2 separate regions of the Acanthopagrus latus genome follow, and region 1 is linked to region 2. Evidence: chromatin contacts called from public Hi-C data. All regions are on one chromosome and are shown on one strand. The core of a region is the stretch at or near the end of the contact, and the rest is flanking DNA. Distances in the headings are between cores, read along the strand shown.

Region 1 (6,764 bases), core at 3,238-5,737, 170 kb before region 2:
AATTTTACTTTAAAGTCACCCTTATCAATAATAATTAATGTTTTAAAGTATCTGATATTAAATGTATTCGAGTATCAAAAGTACAAGTAAAAGTAAATGACACATATATTAACACATATGCATTTATACTGTGGGTCGATCGATGATCAGTCTGGCCAGTTATCAGAGCTGATATTCATTATTTTTCCAATTACTGGAAAATAAATTACTTTTAATCTGATTGTCAATAACATAAGTCATTTAAACACGCACTCAGAGTGAAATCTTAAAATTAACAAGTAACTAAAGTTATCAAATTAACAATTTCCTCCAAAATGTAGTGGAATAGAAATTCAAAGTAGGCAGAAAATGGAAATACTTTAGTATAAATACATGTAAATTGTACTGACAGTAAATATAATACACGGTGTGACTTTTGGGTACTTTTTTTTTCTTTACAACACAGAATAAACACAGAAATACTCAACGAGCAGCACTGCGCATGCGCACCAGATTGAACGTAGGTATGAAGTGATATCAAAGAGGAAGACTCTCACATGACTCGTTGGAGGTCACGCTGGGATACCCGTCACATTCAGAGTCAGGTGACGTGATCCACACCTGCAGCTCCGTCAGCTCGGTGGGGCCTGTTCGCTTGCTTTTGTACGGCTGCTGCCTTTTAGCGCTGCCGAACATGTATTCATAATACCTGCGGACACACACAGAAAACACAGAGGGGCCACTTGTTTGCTGCGCTGTGAGTGGTCCCTGAACGCACCACGGCGCACAAAGACAGAAAGCGACAGCAAATCAAATGAAAGCGTCTCACCTCCTGTAGGCGTCCTGGAGGAGGCTGCAGCTCGGGCCGGCGGATGACTGCCTGGCGTCAACGATCTTGAAGCTGGAGCCCATCAGCTTGAAGGAAACATCTGAGATCTGCACTTTCTGCGGCAGAGGCCACAGGGAGCCGTGTTTGGAGGGCTGGAACACCAGATCCCGGTCCTGGTCCTCCTCCTCCACCTCCACCACCTCGTAGTCATCGATGTAGTTGTGCTTCAGCCCCCGGCAGAAGCTCAGGCTCAGCAGCAGCACCGCCAACTTCACTGTAGTGGTCATGTTGACCGAGGAGAAGTGGAGTCACAAGACCCGCAGATCAGGCAGCAACATTATGAGTGGATCGAGGTGGGCGGGGCTTGTAACGCGGAAGTAAGTTTGTGCAACGATTTTTAAAGGGGACGCAGCGATTTAAACGTGAATCTAAAACAAAAAAACAGAACAGGTGTGTCTCGTTCAACCAGTGTAACGACACACGTTGGTGTTGATCAAAATAAAAGAAATTCAAATCCAATAAAAGGAAAAGTTACATCCATTAAAAAGAGGCGTGTCCTATGTCACAGTGTAGTGATAACGTTTCACATTGGTTTGGAGTCATTGAGTCACATGACATGTGAGCTTTTGAAAAGAAATGCTGGATTTTCATAATAAACATTCAGGGAATATAAAATCAGTAAAATCCATTACAAAGATTTGTTTATGATATTAACACCGATCAGGCATAACATGATGACCACCTGCCTAATGTTGTGTTGGTCCCCATTTTGCTGCCAAAACTACCCTGACCCGTCGAAGCATGGACTCCGCTTGGCCCCTGAAGGTGTGCTGTGGTATCTGGCTCCAAGACGTCACCAGCAGATCCTTTTGAGTCTTGTACGTTGTGAGGTGGGAGCTCCATGGATCAGGACTCCCGGCTCATTCTCCTACAGGTGCTCAGCAGGACTGAGATATGGGGAATTTGGAGGCCAAGTCAACACTTCAAACTCGTTGTTGTGCTCCTCAAACCATTCCTGAACCGTTTTTCGCTTTGTGGCACGTCGCATTATCCTGCTAAAAGAGGCCACAGCCAGTCAGAGAGTACTGTTTCCATGAAAGGGTGTACCTGGTCAGCAGCAATGCTCAGGTAGGTGGTATGTGGGAAAGTAACATCGACATGGATGACTGGACCCGAGGTATCTGATGCTACAAACACCCCTATAGAGCTGGTTATTGTTCTAATGTGAATAACATACATACATTTTTTGTTAAGCCTGGAAGAGAAGGCAGAATGTTTTGTTTAAGCTGCAAATAATGTTTAATTTTGTAATGAAATGAAATGAAATGAGCTGTTTGACCACTGCAACTGTATTTTTGGTGTCTTGTAGACCCGACCAGTGTTGGGAACTCTTGTGCATGACATGAAAATACAAGTCAAATTAAACATTTACTCACTCTTTCAAACTTTTTTCCCAACAAGGGAGGATACAAAACATGCCTATGGCTATTTTTCTCTGCTGTGCTGAGAACTGAATTAATTCAGTGATTCTGGTCACAGGTTTCATGCACCTTCTGTAAAAAAAACATCTCAAAGCAAGAATCTTATCGAAATCTGATTGGTGTCAGCTTGAATATCACATCACTAGGAACACATTAGTTCATTCATTGCCCATATAACATCAAATATTGTCTTACTTGGTGAATTACAATGTTTTTTTATTGTCATTTTCTTAAAGTGTTGCCTTCATTAAGCTTGTTTGTGGTAAAAAGTAAAAATATAGATATTTAAAGAAAATAAATGCTTTATTTTGCAGGTATTATTGTTCTTTTAACACATATAGCACTGGGGAAGTAAAGCCAAAGTCAACCAGACATTAAGGTTAGATAATTAGATAAATAACTTCCTGTTTGTGGTCACAACCATCAGTCTGTTTTCTCAGCATCGTCAGCGTTTTGTCCACTAGATGTCTCTCCGGTCACACGTATGAAGCAGCCGCTGCCACCAAGAGCTTTTTATTTCCAACTAATCACACTCTGTTTCTCTCTCTCTTTCTCAGGAACAATATGCTGCATCATCCTTAACATGAAGCGACTGTAATTGTGATATTCTGTCTCTATAAAAGCCGGCTGATGGGAAAACAAGCAGGATGTGATTATGCAATGGCTCTAATCACCGAAAACAGACAGAATAACACGACCTCGAGGGTCCAGTGAGGAGTTTAGTCACAGCCAAGAGCACCATCAACAGGAACCGCAGATGTGACTCACACAAGATGTCCAGGGATAAAGTTGGACTTCCTGTTCCCAGCTACCCCGACCCCAAAACCCACAGGGCCTTTATGATCCTATAGGATTTACACTGTCTGTGGGAACGACTGGCGAGTCTGCTGTGACTCAGCCAAACCATCATGGTGTTTTTCTATATGTTAGTGCAGTTTTCAGAGTTGTGACGCCACAAAAGCAAAACAAAAACAACATTAACTTCTTTCTCTCAGGCCGCGATCACAGTGCACACCGGGGAACAGGCTCGGGCTCTAAGCATCAGCGGCAGGAACATTTCATCCACTGCTGTGCTTTAAAAACAATGTTTATTAAACTGGCTTTAAAACAACAAATGCAGCCTGATCCTGGAGTCACACTGTAAGAAGTGCTGGGTCAAAACTAACCCAACACAATACAATTACTCATGTGTTAGCATTATTTTTCATTTGGGTATTTATACCAACTAAAATGTGTTGCAAACTGCTGCGAAACAACTCTACATGTCACTGTTTACAATTTGATTGTTAAGGATGTGTTAATATTGTAGTTTCTTTTACAACAATGAACATGTACACTACAAAAGAAGCATTCAGATACGACACTTTAACACTACTTTTAAACTTTTAAGCCTAGTCTACCTGATGTGGTAATTTGCAGAAAGAAAATAACTTCATTTCAGATAAAAGCTTTGTATTCAGGTTTTTACTCAATAGACAGATGGATAGTTTAGCATGATTGGGAATCGATCATTGATTCAGTGACACAAATGTTACCTACATGTTGTGGATGAGGCCGATTTTTAATGTTTTATAAATGGTTCATAAGTAAATCTTAATCTGAAAACTGGTGACTGATACTCGATTATTTCCCTTCATATCCATTTTTCTCTCTGCTACATTTATTTGACTGCTCACTTTTCAGATGTCTGGTTGAGGTTTAAGGTTCGTGATCGTGAGTACAACTTTAAAGGGGCACTTTGACAAAGACATTCAAACTCACAATTGGAATATTTACAATATCAGTGAGGTAACGATGCAAACTCAGGCTTATTTACTTCTTCCGTAACTGAACAAATGAGCTGTTCTCAGAGGAAAATACGGTCGAGGCTAGAGAGGTGGCAGGGTCCGCCACATATAAACAAAGTTAAAACAGTATATTCAGTTTGTTTCTTCAGGATTGAAAAAACAAAGAGGAGTTTGTTGAGGCTTAAAGGAACAGTGCAAAAAATATCTATCCATTAACTTAAATCAACTGTTTGCACGTTTGTGGGGGAAACTTGTGCCTGGAGACGATGAGTCCTCCTCATCTTAGCACACAGTCTCTGTCTCACTTCATTTCCTGCACTAGGAGGAGGCGTCCTCCCCCCTCTCTCCATCTCTTGTCCCTCTCCTCTCCCTCCCCCCTCCTCTCTTTGTAAACACACCCATTGATCCAGCCAGAGAGGACTGAGAGCGCAGGCGGAGGAGCGACACTCAGGAGCGGAGCAGCACAGGAGGAGAAACGCCTCCGAGCCTCTTTAACACACCGAATCCCCCTTTATTCTGTTTCATATATATATAAAAGCTTCTGCTTCGGGGGATCTGATCCAGAGTCAGCTGTAGCGCAGTAATCTGAGGGAGAAAACGGCCTCGTCTCGCTGTGAGCTTCTCGGGAAATAACCACGGAGTTGTTTCGCTCCCCGGGCGCGCAGGCTTCTGCATCGTGGCTCTGTCAGAAGTGGCATGTTCGAGGGATCCCGCGGACACGATTGAACTCCTGCTTTCACCCAAAGAGGTAAAAAAAACCTCACCCTTCCTTTTATCATAGCTCATAAAACAGATTTTTTTTTTCTGTAGTTTTAATTCCAACAGCTGCTGCACCCCGTTGTTTTTGTGTCTGATCACCTGATGATGGAAAACTCGGGGGCTGTGGCAGAGAGAGAGAGAGAGAGAGAGAGAGAGAGAGGCTGATGCACAAAAGACTCTTGTTGACCTCCACTGCTCGTGTCTGTGTTGTGTTATCACTGTTGTTCCTGCACGTTGACGCTCCTGCTTCTTTTTCTTGTTATTTTCATGCCATCCCCTCCTCAGCTCCCTCTCGGTCCTTTGTGCGCTCTCCTCTTTGCGTCTTGCTCCTGTGCATACCCATGCATGCACAAGGTGTGATTTTTTTTGTTTTTTGTTGTTGTTATGAATGAATAAAAAGCCCAGATGTGTAGGCACAGCTGGGTTTGAAGACACACATCTGAGTCTGTTGCAGATTGATGCAGATCAACAACAGCTTCCATGTTTTGTTTTTTTTTGCATTTTGTTTCATTTTTTTCTCTCCTTTCTTCCTCCAAGTGGCAGATGTACTGAGCCGGCCCATATGAGCCTGTGGTGTTTACTTTTGAAGTCTCTCCCTTCCCCATCCCTCTCTTCCTGAGTCCATGGTTGACTGTGAACACCTGGCAATGATTTTAAAACAGACTGCAGCCAAAGCCGGGCCTCAGCTCGGATACAGAGCGAGAGCAGAGGCTCGCATGCCTTCTCTCTCTTTTCTTTTCTCACTGTGCGCTTCTTTTTTGTGGAGTGTGGCATGTATGTGCTTTCCGGTTATGTGCCTGTGGATCTGCTCTTTGTGAAGGGGGGGGTGAGGATGACAACTCTCGCAGACATCCAGGCGGATCTCAGTGTCACGCTGCTGGAATATTCTGTCTGGGCGTCAAGTTACTGTCAGTGACCACCAGCCAATTATAACACCAAGAGCAGTGATTGATATTAATAGCTGCTTTTATTAATGAACCCACTGATGACTTTTTATGATCCTTCAGGTGTTAAATGTTAAAACTGGTGAAAAATTTGACTTCTCATGTCTGATAAACCAGCAGCAAGCAGCCAATTCTCACATTTGAGAAGCCGAAGCAGAGAACGTGTTGCTTTTTCTCACTATTTTTGCTTAAATAAAAGTCAGAATTTGCTGATTGCAGCTACTTTAGTGCGAATATTTTCTGTTTCCTCTACATAATCTTGGGATTTTGACCATTTTCTGACATTTTATAGATCAAACGTCTCATCAGTTAATCAGTAAAATTATCAACAAATATTTGACGATGAGAATAATCATTATTCTCTGCCCTTATCAAAAACAATTGGTTATTTTTCTCAGTCGACGTATCGATCGCTGTTGGTTCGTGCTGAAACACAAGACTTTTACATTTCTGCTCGTATGTTTTCATTCGATAGTTTCAGTGAGCTCACGTAATAAACTAATAACTGAGTAATCATGTGATCCATAAAGAGATAGAAAATAGTGACATATGTCCATCAAAGTTCCCAGAAGTTTAAAGTGGAGTCTTCAAATCACATGTTTTGCTGACTAACAGTCTCAAAATTCAAAGATTTCCAGTTTACAATCACTTACAAACAATATCAGCAGCTAAGATTCACGTTTGAGAGGCTGGAATCAGAGAATGTTTGGTATTTGTCTTATGATTGGAAATAATGAATAAATGAGCCAATTTGATTAATGGATAAATAAAGTTTTGAGACGCCTGACGTCAATCTGTGCCTGACAGGCAGTCAAAGAGTTTCACAGCAGCTTGTTTACTGTCAGCAACTAGGTTAAAGCAATAATCAGATTTGAGTGGATATATGGGGGTTGCAGTAATCTGACCCCCCCGCAATAATCTGCATTTACACGTGTTGGGTTAATATCCAGTCTGAAGAGGTGTTGATGTTTGTGATCAAGGGGAA
Region 2 (6,321 bases), core at 690-3,189:
GGATTTAAAGTTATTAAAGGAGCCAGGACAAGCCAGATGATACTGGATCAGAGCCTATAATGATGTCAGTTACTGATACGCTGACTTTAAGTAATAAGTAATTGTACTTACGAGTTCTAAGTCCATCCATCATCATCTGTCTCTCACCCACTGCTGTGTTTCAGTCACAGAGAAAGGTAATGTTTGACTGAGGTGACACTCAGACAGTTGAAATCTTATATACCTGATCAGCTAGTCATCTTCCTTGAAACAGCAAAACCTGCTGAAATATGGCTTCTAACAGACCTCCTGTGGTGGAGAACCTGCTGACCAGAGAATTTGTCTCGAAAAGTTAGTTTAGAAAATAGGCCATTGGGTCAAAGTATTTTTTTTCTGGTGTGAATGAAACCTTTCTGCACAGACATCAGGAAGCAGAACGTGAACGTTTGAAAGTTACCCACACAGATGAAACCACATCTAATCAGGTTCATCTGACTGTTTCATGATAAATGACTATTTCCACTCTTAAATATAAAATGTGTGATGAATCCTGTCAAAAGGTATTTATCTTGAAACCAGGGAAACAATCCACAGAGTGCTCCTCACTTAGACCAATAAGCCTAATTGGATCTGACACAAAAATACTTTGCAAAGCCCTGGCAACAGACCCCGGGTCATGGGCAGGTCCCAGGGGGGCCAAGCTATTCAGCATTTCTGCCCTCCTGGGAGAAATCAGCATTACTATTGTTATCAACTATCCTGTGACACTGGCATATGGAATATCGTGTTTTTAATGTGGGATGAATGTCTGAAAGAAAATTGTGTGTGTGTCTGATATGATCAGAGTCGACCCTCTGCTGGTGATCCACTGGACTGGTTTGGATGTCAGCTTCTGTCAGTTTTGCACATCTGTTTTTAAGGTTTTTTCATATTTCACATTTTCACATCCTTTAATGTTCAACACTCATAAACACATGAATCTTTCCTCTTACTGACCACTCTCAGCACCTCTATTCACTCACTTCGCAAGTGCTCAGTTTCCTTAATGCTGTATTTACATTTTCAGTATAACTTTTTCATAATTTTCAAATTCAAGTTCAAATTTCATTATGTGTGTGTGTGTCCAATTCAAGTAAAAAAAAACAAACACTTTCAGCCACAGTGATACTGTGTTATGTAAAGTCCTTTACCATTGGTGATGTTGAAGTAACATGAAGTGTCTTGAAATGTGTTTTGTTGTTGTTGTTGTTGTTGTTGTTGTTGTTGTTGTTGTTGTTGTTGTTGTTGTTTTTAATCAATTGCCGTTCATTTGCAAATGCCACCTTGTCTTACAGGCCTCAGATCTGTCTTCAGGCTCCCATTTCAGTTCCTCTTGAGCACTTACAGAACTTTATTCCATTTGTCATTTTGTAAACAATCTTCAGGTTTCATTGGAAATTAATTTGTGCAGGAATTATTGTTTTTTACTGGAACAGACTTTTGGAGGGATTGAATTCCCTGCTTGTGTATGTTGCCTGACTCACTGACATCTCTTTTAATAGGAAAATAGCCTGGAATGATGAATATTTGCCTCCTCATATTAGTGAAGATATCAAGAACACATGATGTGAGCACCCTGATTAAATATTCTATTTTAGTTCTAGCATTTCACTGATGTGTTACAGAAATGTGAATTACTACATTTAATGAATTATTTGTCTATAATAATCACCATTGATTTTCTATATCACTATGCTATTTTGATGACCACATCATGGCTTCAGTTGTCACAACTTCATGTCTGCTTCAACTGAATTATTTCTGCTAATCTTGATGATATTTATAGTGTGTTAGGTTACGTATATATTGTATAATCCTACGGTGATAGTGAGATCATACATTTGGCAACTGCTTGAATGAGATATTCAGTCAGAGTTTAGAAATTATGTTCATTTTGGCCACCTGGTGGTTCCGGAACTAAAAAGAGGGAGGCTAATAGCGGACGGACCACGTTGAGGACGCGAGCACTTGCGCATGCGTACACCTGTCAAAACACCGCTACAATAGCGGTCGCTGCACGAGGATATTCAAGAAAAACAATGCATTTTCGAGTAAGAAATGTCTTCGTTTTTATTTATTAGCCCTTTTTGACGTCTAAGCTTAATGTGTGTCCATGTTCATATATGTTTGTCACGGTTAGAGAGTGTGACTAGCGAGGTTACGATAACAATAGCTAGCATGCTAACTGGTAGCTAACAGACAGGCATTTAACTAATATGTAGATTAGCATCGTCAGATCAAGAAAGCTAACGTAAACGCTTTAAGTAATGTGAATTGAAACAAAACACCGACTTTTGTTTTTAATATAAATTATCTCCGCATTTCAGGCGCGCAGTAGCCTCAGTTCAAACTCAGTGTGACGGTTCAGTGTGTGTGAGCGGAGGATGGACAGCGTTGTAATGTCAACCTCGGATGGGACATCTGAGTGTCCCCTGGGGTCTGAGGACATGGAGGGGATCTGCGTTATGCCGGATTTGAGTGCCATCAAGACTGAGCAGTCGACGGGAGATGACCCAGGCACCCAAAATGTGGCCATGGGCATCAAATTCATCCTGCCCAACCGCTTTGACATGAACGTGTGCTCGAGATTTGTCAAGTCGCTGAACGAGGAGGACAGCAAGAACATCCAGGACCAGGTCAACTCTGATCTAGAGGTGGCTTCTGTTTTGTTTAAAGGTCAGAGCTATGTTTATACGGCTCCAAAATTACAGTTACTCTAAATGGCGTTGACATTTCAATATGGATATGTTGTGATCATGTTGTAACCAATAAAATGTCTCTCTCTCTATTTCAGCTGAGTGCAATATCCAGACTTCACCTTCTCCTGGAATACAAGTGCGCCATGTTTACACGCCTTCCACAACCAAACATTTCTCCCCCATCAAACAGTCCACCACACTCACTAATAAGCACCGTGGCAATGAAGTCTCCTCCACGCCTCTTTTGGTGCATTGTAAGTACCACAGTTGTTCCGACTTCATTTATTACAGTGTTTCTGACAGGAATCAACATTTTCATCAATATATGCATGTTCTTTCCTTTCAGCCTTGTCCATTCATCAGCTGGCGGCCCAGGGTGAAATGGTGTTTCTGGCCAGCAGGATTGAACAAGGTAGGCCATACGTAACCATGTCATGTTATATATATGCTGAGAGAGTGTTTCCAACAAATATTAACCAAAAAAGTACAATTTTATTATCTACTCGCCCCTATGTCTGTGGACAGTTGGATGAAGTTAGGTAGTCTATCAAGTATTTCAAAAGAATCACAGCCAAACAGTGTTGTAGCATTCTCTAAATAAATGAAGTAGATGGTGACTTGTTGTTTCACAATTAAAAAACAACAACAAAATGAAAGTGCTAGATGAAGCTAGTCCAGTCTAATGAAAGTTTCGGTAAGCTAGCTCATGGGAGTGACTAGATAATGACTGAATTCTCATTTTTCTGTCGTGTTTTTTTTTTTTATTTTCTTGATCAATTTAATATTTCGTCAAAAAATGTCAGAAAATAGTGACAGCTGTCAGAACAACGACCCAAAAACCAAAGACGAAGAGTTTGTTGACATGTAAGAGAAAGAAATGGTACATTTTCAAAATTAAGAAGCAAATATGGACCGTTTTTTTTTTAATCTTTAGAAAAATTAATCAAATTATTTGATCATCATTATAGTTCTAATCAGCTAATTGTTTCAGCCCTACTACTCTTACTAATAAGTGCTTAGAGAAAAATATATACTTTATGTATAGTATAACAAGAGTAAGTTAATGTTATGATATAATAATAACTGTCTAATAGTGTTTTCAAACACCCAGATAACATATTGTGAAGACACAGAGTAATAAACAATAAGAGCAAAAGGATCTTTATTGCAATGTTGATATTACAGAAGTTCATGAGTCTTGCCCACTGTCAACTACAATCCTGCAAGGTTTAAGTAGATATAGATGATGGATGGTGATGAAAACATATGTAACGATTCCAATGTTTTGTCTTGTTATATATCATTTTTATAGAAACTGTGATCAATCTCCAAGATGAGGAAGGTTTCACCCCCCTGATGTGGGCAGCTGCACATGGACAAATCGCTGTCGTCGAGTTTCTGCTCCAAAATGTAAGAAAAGTTGAACTTCAGCGTATAATTCAGATATGAGAGCAGCATGCCCTTTTTATTTACTCTGTGGTTGTCTTTCTGTATCATTCTTCACTGTAGGGTGCTGATCCAAACCTCCTGGCCAAAGGGAGGGAAAGTGCATTGTCCTTGGCCTGCAGTAAGGGATACACTGATATTGTGAAGATGCTCATCGACTGCGGTGTTGATGTGAATGAGTATGATTGGGTAAGAATACTCAACGTCTGTAAAGATACAACAACAAAAATGTGATGGGGGAGATTCTGTGAGGTGGTTTATTGTTGTTGATGCTCATGACGTCATGTGGAGGCGTCAGTCTTCATGGCGGCCTGTTGTGATGATCCTCCTGTGGTTTTCAGAATGGAGGAGCCCCTCTGCTGTATGCTGTTCACGGGAATCATGTACGCTGCGTGGAAATCTTGTTAGGTGAGGACGAATCTTTTACTGAGGTATTTTTTCTGTTTGCACACACATGCGGTTACATACAATCACATGATGGAAAAAAAACTGTGACAGATGTGTCAGGAAAGGTCAGGAAGCCATCAGGTTTGTTTTATAACATAATTTGAAAAAAAAAAAAATAGCAACTCAAAACACAAACAAAGAAAGTTTAAACCAATAGACTGAAACATAATAGAATGCTTAAGAAAATAATTAACGTCATGAATTAAATGTGAGGTTTTTTTTTATTATTTATAAAAAGGATGAGCTCTTAATGTTTTTTTAGAATTCCATGATTGATGATATCTGAGGGAGGACTGGGATTTCATAGCACATAGCTATGAAAATGTCATACACTGAAAGAATGTTCAGTTTTCTGAAGAGTTTGATCTTGTAATCTTGCAAAAAAAAAATCTTGCAAAAAAATGTCTGGAGTAAATAGTTTATGTAGATTGGAGCAGAAACAATATTACCGTAAATCAGCTGGGGATCGATCGTGGGCTATATCGACCCATGCGAACATGGGTTTAACATTTGTTTTCATGAAATGTGTTGTGTCCAGCATAAACTTGTAAAATAATAAAGTCTTGGCCTTTTTGTCTGTCCTCCAGAAAGCGGTGCCGATCCTACTATTGAGTCGGATTCTGGATTCAATGCAATGGACATGGCCGTGGCTATGGGCCACCGGAATGGTACGTGTAAAATGTGCACATACTTGGAGCTGAAAATCGTGTAGTTACACAGGTTTGTTAGCAACTTACACCACAGAGATGTCCCTGAAGTTACAATCAAGCAGGTAAAGTCATGGATAAAACTGTTTGATATTGAATTTGGAAACCCTCTTCAATGTCCCACCTGCAAAAAAAAAACACTTTTACCAACAAAGCAAACTTTTAAAAGTTTTAGCAGAATTTATTGCAAATCAAAATGCTTTCTGCGCACATAAGTTTGACATATTGAGTGTCAGGATCCCAGTTTTCCTCCTCTTCCTGCTGATGCTTATTGTCTGTATCTACACTTGTCTGTGAAGGCTGAGTAGATTACAAAAGCATAGTTCTTGTTTCTTTAACCTGTTGATGGTGCATCCCACCACACAAGAGTTTAGGCATTTTTCTGTTATTCATTAGCAGGAAATTACACAAAATGCACCACCAGGCGATACAGAGTCAATGGAGAGTGATGAACAGTTTCCCCTTCTATTCTCACATCAGTAAATGACTGTGTTTATTTGTGTTTTAGTTCAACAGGTGATGGAGGCACACTTACTGAAGTTACTGATGGGAATCAGAGAATAAACTGTAATACTTGAGGAAGACAAATACCGAAGGCACACCGCTGGGCTCTGGACAATCCTGCAGCTCGCCCAGGCTGTCGCCCGACAGGAATCTTCAGTTCCATTAAGTGACATTTCAGCAGCATCGCATCGTATCAACATCATGTTGTTGGAACGATGCACATGAAGGTTTGTGCTGTGTGAATTTTCAATTTTAACCCTCTTTCAAACTATTTTACTCTGCACTTTTTTTCACTTTGAATGTGGAGCAGCAAATCGGATCTAAATATGCTGATTTCTAAAGAACAGAGAAGTCGAGTTCTTCTCTACAACCCAGCATGCATTGCACTCCACCTGTAGTCAGCTGCCAAATGTGCAGTGCAGTGTAGATGGAATGATAGACTTAGCTTTAACCAAGCATGGAGGTTTTGTTTTGAACCTTTTAATATTGCATATTGGATT

What was found. A called contact is a pair of places that touch in the nucleus more often than the background predicts.
Region 1: a Hi-C map of muscle shows a contact between it and region 2, with 2.8 times the contacts expected there. The contact joins the promoter of enc1 here to the promoter of ankra2 in region 2. A contact is called at or near these places in 2 of 4 Hi-C or Micro-C datasets (liver and muscle).

Annotation. Positions count from the first base shown.
Region 1 is chr12:21,703,830-21,710,593 of fAcaLat1.1, reverse strand. It overlaps enc1 (ectoderm-neural cortex protein 1), which reads left to right and starts at 4,487. Exons shown (of 3, transcript XM_037118074.1): 1 at 4,487-4,824. hexb (beta-hexosaminidase subunit beta) reads right to left here and starts at 1,187. Exons shown (of 14, transcript XM_037116707.1): 1 at 809-1,187; 2 at 537-688. The coding sequence starts at 1,095.
Region 2 is chr12:21,534,324-21,540,644 of fAcaLat1.1, reverse strand. ankra2 (ankyrin repeat family A protein 2) reads left to right here and starts at 1,939. Exons shown (of 9, transcript XM_037117545.1): 1 at 1,939-2,069; 2 at 2,346-2,694; 3 at 2,813-2,971; 4 at 3,064-3,129; 5 at 4,030-4,127; 6 at 4,227-4,352; 7 at 4,505-4,571; 8 at 5,198-5,278; 9 at 5,826-6,321. The coding sequence starts at 2,403. The coding sequence ends at 5,881.